Linked DNA regions of Sus scrofa: region 2 is linked to region 1. A link is a contact called in public HiChIP or PLAC-seq data. All regions are on one chromosome and are shown on one strand. Each heading gives the region's core, a stretch centred on a gene start, on an enhancer-like site or on the middle of the called end of the contact. The rest is flanking DNA. Distances are from core to core; before and after follow the strand shown. Region 1 holds the start of RWDD2A (RWD domain-containing protein 2A). Region 2 holds the start of IBTK (inhibitor of Bruton tyrosine kinase).

The links. HiChIP or PLAC-seq counts read pairs in DNA pulled down with a chosen protein or histone mark.
Region 2: a contact with region 1 is called in an H3K27ac HiChIP or PLAC-seq map of skeletal muscle, with 6 times the contacts expected there. The contact joins the promoter of IBTK here to the promoter of RWDD2A in region 1. A contact is called at or near these places in 2 of 5 promoter capture datasets (fetal liver and liver), 1 of 47 Hi-C or Micro-C datasets (embryonic fibroblasts) and 2 of 2 datasets of contacts at active chromatin or transcription factors (alveolar macrophages and skeletal muscle).

What each region holds. Positions count from the first base shown.
Region 1 is chr1:82,999,284-83,005,899 of Sscrofa11.1, forward strand. RWDD2A (RWD domain-containing protein 2A) reads right to left here and starts at 4,300. Exons shown (of 3, transcript XM_013992798.2): 1 at 4,188-4,300; 2 at 2,889-3,232; 3 at 1-1,910. The coding sequence starts at 3,089. The coding sequence ends at 1,233. It overlaps PGM3 (phosphoacetylglucosamine mutase), which reads left to right and starts at 4,339. Exons shown (of 14, transcript XM_001924419.5): 1 at 4,339-4,453; 2 at 6,534-6,616. The coding sequence starts at 6,544.
Region 2 is chr1:83,968,606-83,975,056 of Sscrofa11.1, forward strand. It overlaps IBTK (inhibitor of Bruton tyrosine kinase), which reads left to right and starts at 4,956. Exons shown (of 29, transcript XM_001924870.6): 1 at 4,956-5,140.

The DNA.
Region 1 (6,616 bases), core at 3,050-5,549:
ACGAGATGGGGAGGTGGGGCGTCCCCGCCATGGCACTGAATCTCAGCACATGGCTTTGGCGTCTTGAGGGGACCAGGCCATCAGTGTGGCGCCTGGGACCCAGCAGAATGAAATGCTTCCCAGACAGGGCAGTAGTAGGGAATGAGAGCCGAGGAAGCTGAGGGAGGCAGCTGGCAAAGTTCCCTAATGCAGATGAGACTCCTGGATTTTCCAGGGGAGGGGCAGCCACTTTGTAGTGAAAAGGTTTGGCAAGAGCTACTTAAATATGGGTTATTTTCATTAAGATAAACTCATTTTGAAGAAGGCTGGTGAAGCTTGTGGAGCTTGGTATTTTTCAGAAGGGATGGCAGTGATGTCACCAAAATGCAGGGCCTGACTTTTGTTCCCCAGGAAGGTGGCAGTGCAGAGCCATCCACACTGGTCCTCTCCCAATGCTCTTGCCATGGAGAACCATGCCTGCCAGCGCAGGACAAAGGCTGCCACTCACACTGCCGGGCCAGAGAGCTGCAACGTTGCACAGGGGGAGTAGTGAGGCGTAGTTGCTTGCAGGTCAAATATCAAGATTTGGCTGACCAGAGGCCAGAGCTTGCCCAGTGGAGAACTGAACTAACAATACTGGTATCGCTCTTCTTAGTACCATTAATCAACTGATGTAAATAACACACGACATGGTATCCCTGTCTTATTCCTGTGACTTCATGGCTCTCCATTCCTCACAGTTAAGATCTGCTTTTACTAAAAGAAAAGAGAAAAATAAAATAGGGGGTTTAAGTTAAAGGAAGAAAGGTAATAAACATGTGCTCGCTCTTTGTTCTCATTTTAAACTTGAGAATCCTTCTCCGAAAATGAAAGAAGATGTGGGGGTGTCATCTGCAGGCCGGCATCAGAGAAAGGAGAAATGTTATTCGTATTTGAGCTGAGAGTGGCAGTCTGACTCCTGCCATTGAACCGGGCTTTGGATTCCTTTGTAATCAATCAGCTTCAGTGGTTAAACTGACTGGCTTTTATTACTTAACAGTTAAACAGTTTTCAGTTCACATGAGGACACAGAAGTAACATCACAACTGCACTGTTATAAAGCTAAAAGGCCTATGTGTTTCATTACCAGGGAAAAATGCTGAAGCGAGGTTTCCCACAGCTGATGCTACAGGGCCACTGGTCCTTTAATTTTGGTCTTCTTAACAGAAATACTCACTTGGTGAGATTACAAGCATAGGCCTCTGAATGGCTTCCTAGGAGTCTGAACTTTTGCTTTCAATCCCAAATAATATTTGGAAAACATGCTCGCTTTTGTGTTTCTTGAGAAATTCTAAGAACTGGCCCAGATTCATGTGATAGTCATTCCTTAGTCCATAGTCCCCATGAGCCTCGAGGAGTAATTCTTCAAAAGAATGGAAAAGGCGCAGCTCCTCCCCGTTACCCTCTGTCTCCATGCTCTCAGCGTGCTTACAGGAGATGTGTTTCCAGTTGGGGTATCTAATTGTGTGCCAGAACTCCTCGCAGTGCTCTTTGAAGCCCTCCACGCAGATTATACCAGGCTTTCCGGTCATGCAAAATCCCGTCACCTCTAGCCTTTTCCCAACATCCAAAATCTTCTTCCTTAGGTCCTGCTGATATATGTGGTGACTGTAGATCCACATTCGGAGGAAGGTGTTCTTGACTGGCTTGGCTTGTGTAGACGGTTCATAAACGAGCTTTCTGTTCAGGAAGTAGGAGGCACTGTTGTCTTGTAACCACTGGATGGCTGCACACACACAGAGCTCCCCTGGGTCAAAGGTCCCTATGTGAGAAGTGAGACCTTTGTTGAGAAGCAGCTGCTGTTGTCTGTCAAGTTCAGATGACCGTCCAAACAGCTGCAGTGCTGCATAGGGGTAGCTGTGAGGCATGGTTACTTGCAAGTCAATTTTCACCTTAAAATGAAAATCAAATAGATTTCAGTACTGTAAGATCACATATGCTAGTTTATCAATGGCCACTGCATGATTTTGATAAAGGTAATAGATAGTGCTACTATTACGTGTCGGCTATGTTCCAGACACTGCACACTTTTACATACATAAATTCCTTTTATGCATTCATTCATTCATACCAATATGCATCAAATACCTACCATGTGTCAGGTACCCTATGCCGAAATAAAGACATGAAGAAGCTAGACACTATTTCTGCCCTTCACGACGTCTAGAGCTTAGTGATGGAGACAGACATTCACCAAGTGTTTCATCTCAACAATGAGAAGCATTGCCATGATCAAGTGCAGGGGTCCACAGCAATGTGTAACTAGAGGGACTGCATTATAACTGAAGGCTGAATAGGAAGTAGCTAGCACAGTAGGTCTCAAATGCCTGTCCCCTTGGTACCTGTGCTATGCTATCCACTTATCTACTGCTGGAGATAAATGGATCAGAATATGAAGGTAAATTCATTTTCAGACTGTAAATTTCCTTTCTATATTTGCTTTTGGTGTCATGGGGCCTCCCCAAAAATAGTCATTCACTCCTGAAAAGCCAGTTTTGCTAAAGGTAACATTTAGATTTGTGATATATATACAAAACGATCCACATTACAATAGTTGGGTTGGTTAAAAAAAAAAAAACTGGATGAGTGAACAGAATAATAATGGCAGTGTAAGATTGCAAGCTGTGTTTAGGAAAAACATGAAGCATATTTGTTTAAAAGGTGTGTATGTGTATGCAAAATTCAAAATCTTTATTGAAGACAATTTACAGGGCATCCCATATTTTGCTTTCAAACAAGTAAAGGAATAATCCAAGACAAAGCCATCTGGAATATCCTCTATGTGCTTCTTGGACAGGACGCGCTCCTTCCAAGTGTTTCCAATAAAAACTGGGCACCTGGCAACAATTAACACAACTCAGGGCACCTACCTTGGGCTCCTCGATCTGGAGTGTAATCACAAATTCGATTTTTGGTGGCAGTGCCTCCCTTGTGCCCTCCAAATATCTCTTTATATTTGTCAGGGCATTTACATCTTCAAGTTTTACTTCTCCTTGGTTAGGAAACATAGAAAACAACATTTCCATCTCCAGCAGCTGAAGTTGAAGGCATTCTTTCATTGAAGCGGACATGTTGACTCAAAATCAACCTGTCAGGAAAACTGGAAAGGCCCAGAGACACCAGCTTTGTCAACGTCCAGCGGTGCCCAGCGAAATTTCCCGCAGCTCCCTTTCCTCAGAAACAGCTTTTCAGGGGCGCTATTACTCACCGAGAGCTAGGGGCACAAACCGAGACACTTAACATTTTTCTGCTTTAACTCCTGACCCCCAAATCTAGTAAGCACAGCACCCCCCAAGACACTTCGTTAAAAATCGGATTCCCAGTTCCTTTTACCCCAACCCCTGCTTCCGATCTGGTTCCGGGAATCTGGACGTTCAACAAGTGTTTCGAATTATTCCTTTGCAGGTGGTTAGTAAACACCACCTGCAGACGCTCCACAAGCCCAAATTCTGGGAAAGGCAAGGGGCCCAGATTGCGAAGCCCACCCACTCAGGTCTCAGGCTTGCGCGGAGTTGGCCGCGGCAAGGAAGGCCCGCAGGGCCGACGGAGCAGAGCTCTGGGTTCCCCGGCTCCGGGGTCTCGAGGGCCCCGTTGCTCTCCACTGACAGTTGAGGCCCTTGGGCCCTAGCGCCGCAGACCCCTCCTACGTAGGCCTTTCCGCCTCTCCCGGGAGCTGTACTGGCCCGGGGCGGCATCCCAGGAGTCTGGACGGTTTGGATCCACCTGGCCTCAGCCGCGAGGGGTCCAGCTTAGTGGGAAGGGTCTTACAGGTAAATAAATAAAATGACGTTTCGTGCGAGCGGGAGCGGGAGCGGGAGCGGGAGCAGGAGCGGGAGCGGGAGCGGGGCGGGGGGGGGGTGGCGATGGTAAGGGGGTGGCGAGAAGGCTTCCCGTAATCAAACGTTTGGGAGATGAATCTCAAGAAGCAAGGGGATGGGGGGCGTGAAGGAGGCAGAGTGGCGCTCACTGGGGCCGGGACCACCTCGTTGGGGGCCCCAAAAGGGGCTGGTATCCTCCATCCAGGACCACTTAGAACCCCGGCTTCCCAGGAAAGCTGGGCCTGCCACCCTCTGAGACCCAAATTTGGAGTCAGGGGCTGCGTAGTTGCGGATAGCTCTGAAGGCCCGAGACCCTCGGCCCCAATCCCCGGGCCACCGCGGGGGCCTCACCCTTCCTGGTCATTCAAAGGCAACAGCCCCAAGCCCTCTCAGAACGCGGATCCGCAGTTCCGCAGGCGCGAGCCGCGCGTGACTGGCATGGAGGGGGGCGGGGCCAGCGGACCCTCCCCCGCCGTGATTGGCTGAGGGGCGGGGCGACGGGCCGGAAGCCACGCAGGGCCACGTCTGCTGGTGCGGAGCGCCGCAGTCTGATTCCCAGCGCCGCGGCGGGGGAGGTGGTCCGCGTGGTGGAGGTGAGGGGGCGTCTCTCTGCAGAGGTGAGCTGGGCCGGAGGCTCGGCGGCGGCGGGAAGGAGACACTCTGGTCTGCCTGGGTTGGGTAGACGGACAGGATGGTGGGCAGGCAGGCGGACTGGCTCGCGGACGGCGCGGGACACACCTACTCACCGCTGCGGCTCGGGAGCAGGCTGGTGGCGCCGGCCCGAGGGTAGCGAACTGGGGCAGGGGGCTCGTCCCCCTCCAAGGCGGAGTCTCAGAGCTGACTCGGAAAAGTGGGGGCGAGAGGAGAGGGGAACTAAACTCGTATTGAAGTTTGGATGGAAAAATTGAATGAGGGGGGCAGTTCTCAGATTTTCTTAGAGTGGAAACAGTTTGGATTTGAAAATACTTTTTTTAAAGCCTTCGAATGGTCTTTGAAAGTAGTTTTAGGACCTGAAACGCTTTAAAGGGTGGAAACATTTTATCTTGACTTAAAAAAAAAAAAAAAAAAAAGGACTTTCTGGCTGAAAAGGGACTGGTTTACGCCCTTTTGAATAAACATGATACATTACTGACTAACTGGTCAGTTTTGAATAAAACGTTTTCAGGCTTGTGAAGTAGATTTAATGACTCTGGGTCAAAATTAACTTCCTGAATGCCAGCTTTTTCCAAACTGGACAAAAGCAAACATTTTCACCATTTCCTTTAGCTTTTGTTTATCCAAATAGTAGTGAAGGGAAGTAAAGAAAACAAGATAGTTAGGCTGATGGCTATGGGGACTGTTGTTCATCCCTGAACTAACTGGTAATGGGGCAGGTCCAGGAAGTGGATAGTACATACAGCTGAGGTTGGAAGCCCCAAGTTCCACCTAAAACCTGAGTATCCCAGAGAAGAAAGTAGTAGTGGGCTAAGGGCTGATGTTATTTATTTATTTACTTATTTATTTATTGTCTTTTTAAGGCTGCACCCACCTCATATAGCAGTTCCCAAGCTAGGGGTCAAATTGGAGTTACAGCTGCGGGCCTCCGCCACAGCCACAGCTGCTCAGGATCTGAGCTGCATCTGCGACCTACACCCCAGCTCACAGCAACGCTGGATCCTTAACCCGATGTTTGATTTTCAAAATTAAAGTGGGAGTTCCCTGGTGTCATTCATCAGGTTAAGGACCTGGTGATGTCCCTGCCGTGGCCTTGGTTGGATCCCTGGCCTGGGAAATTCCTCATGGCGTGGGGGTGGCCAAAAAAATTAAACTAAATTAAAGGTAAAAGGAAGGTGTTGCTGGTTTCAGAGCTTAATTTAGAAGGGTGTCTCCATCCTCCCTTATGAAAATACAAAAATCCACTGCAAGGTGTATCAGGAGGTAGGGCAGTCTTGGAGAGGAGACTTTGCCCTTTGCTTTTCCTTTGGGAATAGGTCTCTGTAGCCTGGGAGAAATAGCAGAAGTACACAGATTTCCCAGGTACTTCGTCTGCTCTGCGGTCCCAGCCCACTTGAGAATGTGACCTTAGGTGTCTGTCAGCAGCTCCTCATGTAAAATTTAAATTGTTTAACTGAGACCCAGGATTAAGTTTTCCTATTTGTAAGAGGAGATGATCCCTGATCTTGTAGGAATCTCTGAATCTAGTTAAGGAATCTTCGCTTTAGTTGGGAATGGACCATTTTAAGTTTGCCTAGGGCCCGGGAATTGTTGGGGACGATGTGATTTCTGTTCTCAAGTGGATGATCCAGGTAATGCTAACCCCCCTGGATTTTTTCTACCATTCTTTTCTCTCAAACATAGAGAGAAAACATAGAGCCTCTCCTCTTTGGGGAGGCTCAGAATGAATCAGATCTCTCAGTTTGGGGTGCAAGGTTTTTGTTTGTTTGTTTTTTTGTTTGTTTTTTTGTTTACTTTTTACAGCCCCACCTATGACATGAACGTTCTGGGCTAGGGGTTGAATTGGAGCTGCATCTGAGGCCACAGCCACAGCAACACCTCATTCTTAACCCACTAAGGGAGGCCAGGGATTCAACCTGCATCCTCACAGAGACAATGCCAGGCCCATAACCTGCTGAGCCATTACAAGAACTCTAGGATGGCAATTTTTGGAGCAAATTGTCTTTGAAAGATTTCTTATTATGTCTGAAAAATATTCCTTAGTTTTGTAGACATGGATTTAGATGCCATTACCAAGCACTCAGCATCGCATGCCAAGCCTGATGGACTCATTCTTCAATATGGGA
Region 2 (6,451 bases), core at 3,706-6,205, 970 kb after region 1:
TTTGTTCTGATTGGAAAAGTGTGCTAAGCTTGCCAAATTCATAGGTTTGATTTCTCACAATTTTTGTTTGTCTCATGTAGGCTTTGAATTTGTCTTGAATTCCTCCAGTATTTGCCTTGCGTTTTTAGATTTATTGGCGGAGTCTTCTTTCAAGCTTATACATTTCTGAAGTTATATTCAAACACTGCCATCTTGTGGGTCATTCTTCCTGTCTCCCAATCCCACCCCTCAAACTCATGCAAACATTTCTACCCAGAACAGTTCAGGTATGTCAACTTTTATTAGGTGTAAACCGCAGTACTAAGTGTTCTACATATATTAAATTGTTAAACTTAATAAGACATTTAGGAAGGCAGTTCCTAAACTGTTTGTTGTTGTTGTTGTTTTTGTCTTTTTGGGGCCGCACCCATGACATATGGAGGTTCCCAGGCTAGGGGTCTAAATGGAGCTGTAGCCGCCGGCCTACACCACAGCTCATAGCAATGTGGGATCTGAGCCGCATCTGCAACCTATACCACAGCTCACAGCAACGCCGGATGCTTAACCCACTGATGGAGGCCAGGGATCGAACCCACAACCTCATGGTTCCTAGTTGGATTCATTTCCACTCCACCATGTCAGGAACTCCAAGTTCCTAAACTGTTAATCCCGTATTAGAAATAAGGGGACTGAGGCCTCGAGGAGTTATATAACTTGCCTTAGGTTTTACAGCTAGTAAGAATAGGAGTAAATTTTTACATGTAGGACGTTTGCCTTCAGAACGTTTGCTTTCCTGCCATGGCTCAGTGGTTAATGAACCCGACTAGGATCCATGAGGATATGGGATCGATCCCTGGCCTCGCTCAGTGGGTTAAGGATCCGGCATTGCCGTGAGCTGTGGTATAGGTTGCAGATGCGGCTCGGATCTGGCATGGCTGTGGCTGTGGCTGGCAGCTAGAGTTCCAATTCGACCCCTAGCCTGGGAACTTCTATATGCTGTGGATGTGGCCCTAAAAAGCAAAAGCAAAAAAAAAAAAAAGTAGTTCCCGTCGTAGCGCAGTGGTTAATGAATCCGACTAGGAACCATGAGGTTGAGGGTTCGATCCCTGCCCTTGCTCAGTGGGTTGACTATCCAGCGTTTGCCGTGAGCTGTGGTGTAGGTTGCAGACTCGGCTTGGATGCCGCGTTGCTGAGGCTCTGGACTAGGCTGGCAGTTACAGCTCCGATTAGACCCCTAGCCTGGGAACCACCATATGCCGCAGGTGCGGCCCAAGAAATGGCAAAAAGACAAAAAAAAAAAAAAAGGAACACTTACTTTTACTGCACCCTCATGTAAAACTAATAAATCTAGAACCAACACAGGGTGAAACAGTAATATGAATAAACTATAGAGAGGAGGAGGTAACTGTTAAAAAAAGTCATCAGGGAAGGCGTCACAAATCTATGAGGAGGTGGACTCTTCTAAGTGAGAATTTGCAGGGAAGTCATTACCTAGGAGGAGTGCAGCGGGGGCCCTATCCCCTGGAACTAATGGTGTGGAAACACCCTTTAGTTGTCTATTGTTTTGTCTGCTCTGCCCCATCTTCGTTTGAGAAAACATTGTCACCCTGCTTCAACCACAGACCTCTAAAAAGTTGTCAGTCACAATACCCTTGACTCCTCACCTAATCTGAGCTAACCTGAGCCGATGTGAGGGCATATCGGTGCCTCTGGGATCTTCATGCTTGAAGCAGAGGGCTCAGTGTGACCTTCCCTAAGGGCAAAGCTGAGATGTGTGTCAGAAAACTGCTCCTAGGTGCTCTCCTGTGGCACAGCAGCATTGTCACTGCTTTGGCATGGGTCACTGCTCTGGCTTGGGTCTGATCCCTGGCCAAGGAACTTCCCCATGATATGGGCATGGCCAAAAAAAAAAAAAAGAAAGAGAGAAAGAAAGCTGCCTCCAGCCATGTGTTTAGATTCGGAAAGTGGAAGATGGTTTAGAATAAAAGAGAATATGGCCAAACAATAAGTCATTTGCAGGCCAAATGTGCTGCTATTCTTCCCGTGGTGATAATCATTCTTGCAGAACCTGAACAGGTTTGGGTTTTGATCCACTGCGACCGTACAAGCTCTGATGTTCTCTATCTTTCTCTCTCTCTTTTATTTTTTCTCTTTTTAAGCAGCATCTGAGGCATATAGAAGTTCATGGACCCAGGATCAGAATCAAGCTGGAGCTGCGACCTATGTAACAGCTTCAGCAATGCTGGATCCCTTAACACAATGTGACGGGCAGGGGATCGAACAGGCACCACCACAGAGACAGGCTGAATTATTAACACCTTCAATGGTTGTTAAAGTCAATACATTTTGATTATGAAGGATATTAATTTATTTTGGAAAAATGGCATTTAGGGAGTTTACTGCAAATGATGTGGCTCAGTCATTTCTGCAGCACTCTATCCTGGCCTCATCTCAAACTCCATTCTTGACGCCTGGATTATTCTCCTCTTTCTCCTCTAAATCACTGCCCTCTTCTAAAGCCATCTTTAGACTTCTTTCTTTCCACATTGGTATTTTATTTTATTTTACTATTTTATTTTTTGTCTTTTGGGGGCTGCACCCATGGCAAATAGAAGTTCCCAGGCTAGGCATCTAATTGGAGCTACAGCTGCTGGCCTGCAATGCAGCCACAGCAACACCAGGTCCGAGCCATGTCTGTGACCTATACCACAGTTCAGAGCAAAGCTGGATCCTTAACCCACTGAGTGAGGCCAGAGATGGAGCCCATGTCCTTATGGATACTAGCAGGCTTTGTTACTGCTAAGCCACAACAGGAACTCCTAAACTTTGATTTTTAAAAATTAATCAAGTAACTCAACTACTACAAGTAAAAATGACAATTCAAAATGATAGAAATCAAGAATCACTCATAACCACACAGAGACAATCATTGTTTTTGGTATATTTCTATCTTTCCTTCTATGGGTAAACACAACAAATTTTTTTAAATGGTTGATTTTGATCTCTTCTTTCACTAACCACATCTGCAATGCAGTTTTCATTTAATTGTATTTCATCTGTACTGTTGCCTAATCATTGCAATATTCTGTCCTAGAAATTATCAGTATCTTTGAAGACAATTTTCCAGGGAAATGGAGAGCAATCCCATATGGCTTGCAATCTATTTCATCTGGTTATCTCCTACCCAATATTCTAGTCTCAGTTCAAGTGTCACTTCTTTGCAAAGTTAAATTTATCATAGCATTATTTGCAGTTTTTGTAAGGGTTGCAAACTATTTTTACATGTGTGATTATCAAGTTTGTGTTTTGTTCACTTTTGGATCCCTAGTGCTTACCACAAAATCAATGAATGCTTGGAATAATTCTGTTGCTAAGGAAATACTTCTTACTTATAAAAAGTATGATCTACCACTTATGAAGTGTTATTGTGTGCTAGACACTCCGTTAAGTGGGATATATCTGTACATAGTTATGTTTTCACAACCCTAAAATGCATTATTGCTTCTATTTTACAGTTGAGGAAACTGAGGCTTCAAAAAAGCCAACTAGGAGTTCCCAGGCTAAGAATCCAGGGTTGTCACTGCTCTAAGGATGTTCATTTCCTGGCCTTGGAACTTCCACCTGCTGTGGGCTTGACCCCAGCCCACTGCCCCCTCCCCCCTCCAAAAAAAAAAAAAGAGAACTTGCCCAGCGACAAACAAAAGATTTAAAAGATTTGAATTTAGGTCAATGCATTTATTTACATTATGGGCTTTACTTGCCATTCTTAGCTTCTCCATGATTATAAAGGTCATCATACATAGCTTATTTTCAAAACCAGCCGATTTTTACATTACAAACTGGTTTTTGTTACATGTCAAAAAAGGACGTCAGGCACCTAGAAGGGGCAAAGAGACAGAACAAGGTTTTGGGAAGGGCGGCGGGAGAGCTAGTTATTTTCCTATTCCCTTCACTAGGGAGGTGCGTGGCTTTGGGGATTCCATAAGGTAGGCTCCAAAAAAAGTAAAGCCGAATGGGCCTTTAAGAAGACATCTAGTTCAAGTCTGTCGTTTTACAGATGAGAGGGACTAAGTGGCTTGTATAATCTACACGTGGCAGAACTGCACAGCTGTGTCTTGACTCCTAGCGTTGTTTGTTCTGAGTCACACTAGCCCTCCCTGAACAAATATTTACTGAATCAGGCCTACTCCGCAGGATGTTTCCCTTTCCCTATCCTAGTATCGATTATCGGCTACTTGCTTTCCTCCCTAATTATTTTCACTCCATTTTTAAAATGGCCCTTGGATGCAGAGTTAAAGGGGAAAAAGCATAGTGCAAGAGCCTGGGGTGAGGACTGAGTGCAGTGATCTGGTGAGTGGTATGACCCTGGCCTGGTCCCACAGCAGTGATCTAAGGAGGCAGTGACGCCTCCTGACCCAGGGAGTGACCCCAATATAATGCGGGTGTAGGAGCGGCCGGTGAGGGGCGAGGCTGAGTCTCTGCAAGACAACGCCTTTGGCTTTCCTGTGACCCCAGGGTCAGGGCAACGGGAGGGCACTCTCATAGGTGCAACATGCCAACAACGCCTTTGACTTCTGCGGCGTGGCCAAGGCATTCCGCTGCCCGAGACATCTAGCCAGGTGTCCCATACTGTTTCTAAACCCAGGTTTATCCTGAGTTCCAAATCTCCTGCTGCGGGGGAGCGACGTTTCCTCTTGGGCGACGGCTGACCCCCGAAAGGGCCGTCACCTTTCCCACCGCCCCCGTCGGCCGAGTGTCCCCGGCTGAGGCCTGCCCCGCCCCCGGCTAGCGCTGGTTGCCCCAAGGCCGGCGGGGTCAAGTTCCTTCACGCGGCCAGGGAAAGGCCAGAGCTTAGGGCTGCCACGCGAAGCATTCTGGACAGACTCCAGCCAATCCGCAAGAGGCATACACGACAGTCAACCAATCAGCGCCGGTCTTATTCCTGGGTCCCGCCCGCGCCGGCCCGTCCCTCCTTGCCCCCCTTCCGCGCGCCTGTAGTCGCGGCTGTAGCTGCAGCCGCCTCCGGAACTGACCCGGGCCTGGGGAACGGGCCTCCACTGGCGCCCTTCGGTTTCTTCTGCTGCCTTCACTGAGGATGAGTCCCTGCGCGGCCGTGTGCCCACCCCGCGGAGAACACCGGCGTATTTTCATCTAGCGACTGGTGAGGGACTGCATGGCACGGTGCGACCCCGTGGAGCCGGCAGGGGCGGTGGCCTCCCCGTAGCAGGGTGGCGTCGGGACGGTATTCTAGCTTCCCTGAGGGTGCGAGTGGGCCGCGGGGCGGGGACGCACAGGCTGCCCGGCTGCCCGCGCATTGGCGCGGGGCCAGTCGAGTGGCCTGGTCCCGGCGGCCGCCCTCAGGCCGCCTCCTGGAGCTAATGAATGGTCCGTGCAGGCGACGTGCTACGTTGCTGTCCTGCCTGCCACGCCCTCCATCGACGTAGAGGTGCTGGGTTTTGATAGTTGTCTCGTGTCACTTTCCCTCGAGCCTTGAGTTTTAAGCCATTCCTCCAGGCGCCCCTGTCCCTTATCTCTTTCGTGGCGTCACTGAAGTTTTAGTCACTGTGGGGATACTAACGACGAAGTTCAGCCTGAATCTACAGTTGTCTGTGAAAAGGGACCCGTGTGTTTTTTGGGGGGCGTGGGGTGGACAGGAGAGAGGCCTTTTTCTTTTTTGGCCGCCCCGCAGCGTATGGAATTCCTGGGCCAGGAATCAGATCCGAGCCACAGTCACGACCTAAGCCTGGGGTGCAGCAACGCCAGATCTTTAGCCCACTGCGCCAGGCAAGCGATCCAACCTGAGTCTCGGGGCTCCCAGGATGCTCTTGATCTCATTGCGCCTCAGCGGGAACTCCCCGATAGAGGCCTTTTCTGATATCATGTTGCTTTATTTCTAAAACGTTTTAGTTCAGCAGTGAAATAAGTAACCCAGGACTTCTGTGACTTCTGATCTCCAACGTAGTTAAAAAAAACTTAAAGTCTGTTGACCAGACAGGTTATTTTTCAGGAAGCAGAGACCGATGTAGTAGCACTTTTTTTTCCCCCTCATGCCTGGAAGCAGAGTGTGTTTGAAAATTGAAATTTGAAAAACAGTTTTTTTGAAGTGTAGTTGATTTACAATGTGTTAATTTTTGCTGCGCAGCAAAATGATTCAGTTATATACACATACACTCTCACGCTTTTTTTTTTGTTTTTTGGTTTTTGGCTGCAGCGTGCAGGGCCTTGATATGGGATCTCAGTTCCCAGCCCAGGGATTGAACCCTGCGGCAGCTGTGAAAGCACTAGGGATTTCCCAGCATTTTTTTTTTTTTCTTCTTTCTTTTGCCTCCACTGTGACATATGGAAGTTCACAGGCCAGAGATCAGACCCGATCCACAGTAGCAACAATGCCAGATCCTAATCTGCTGCACCACCAGGGAACTCCACAACATTCTTTTTTAAAATAGTTTTTTCTTGGAAAAAAAATTCTTAA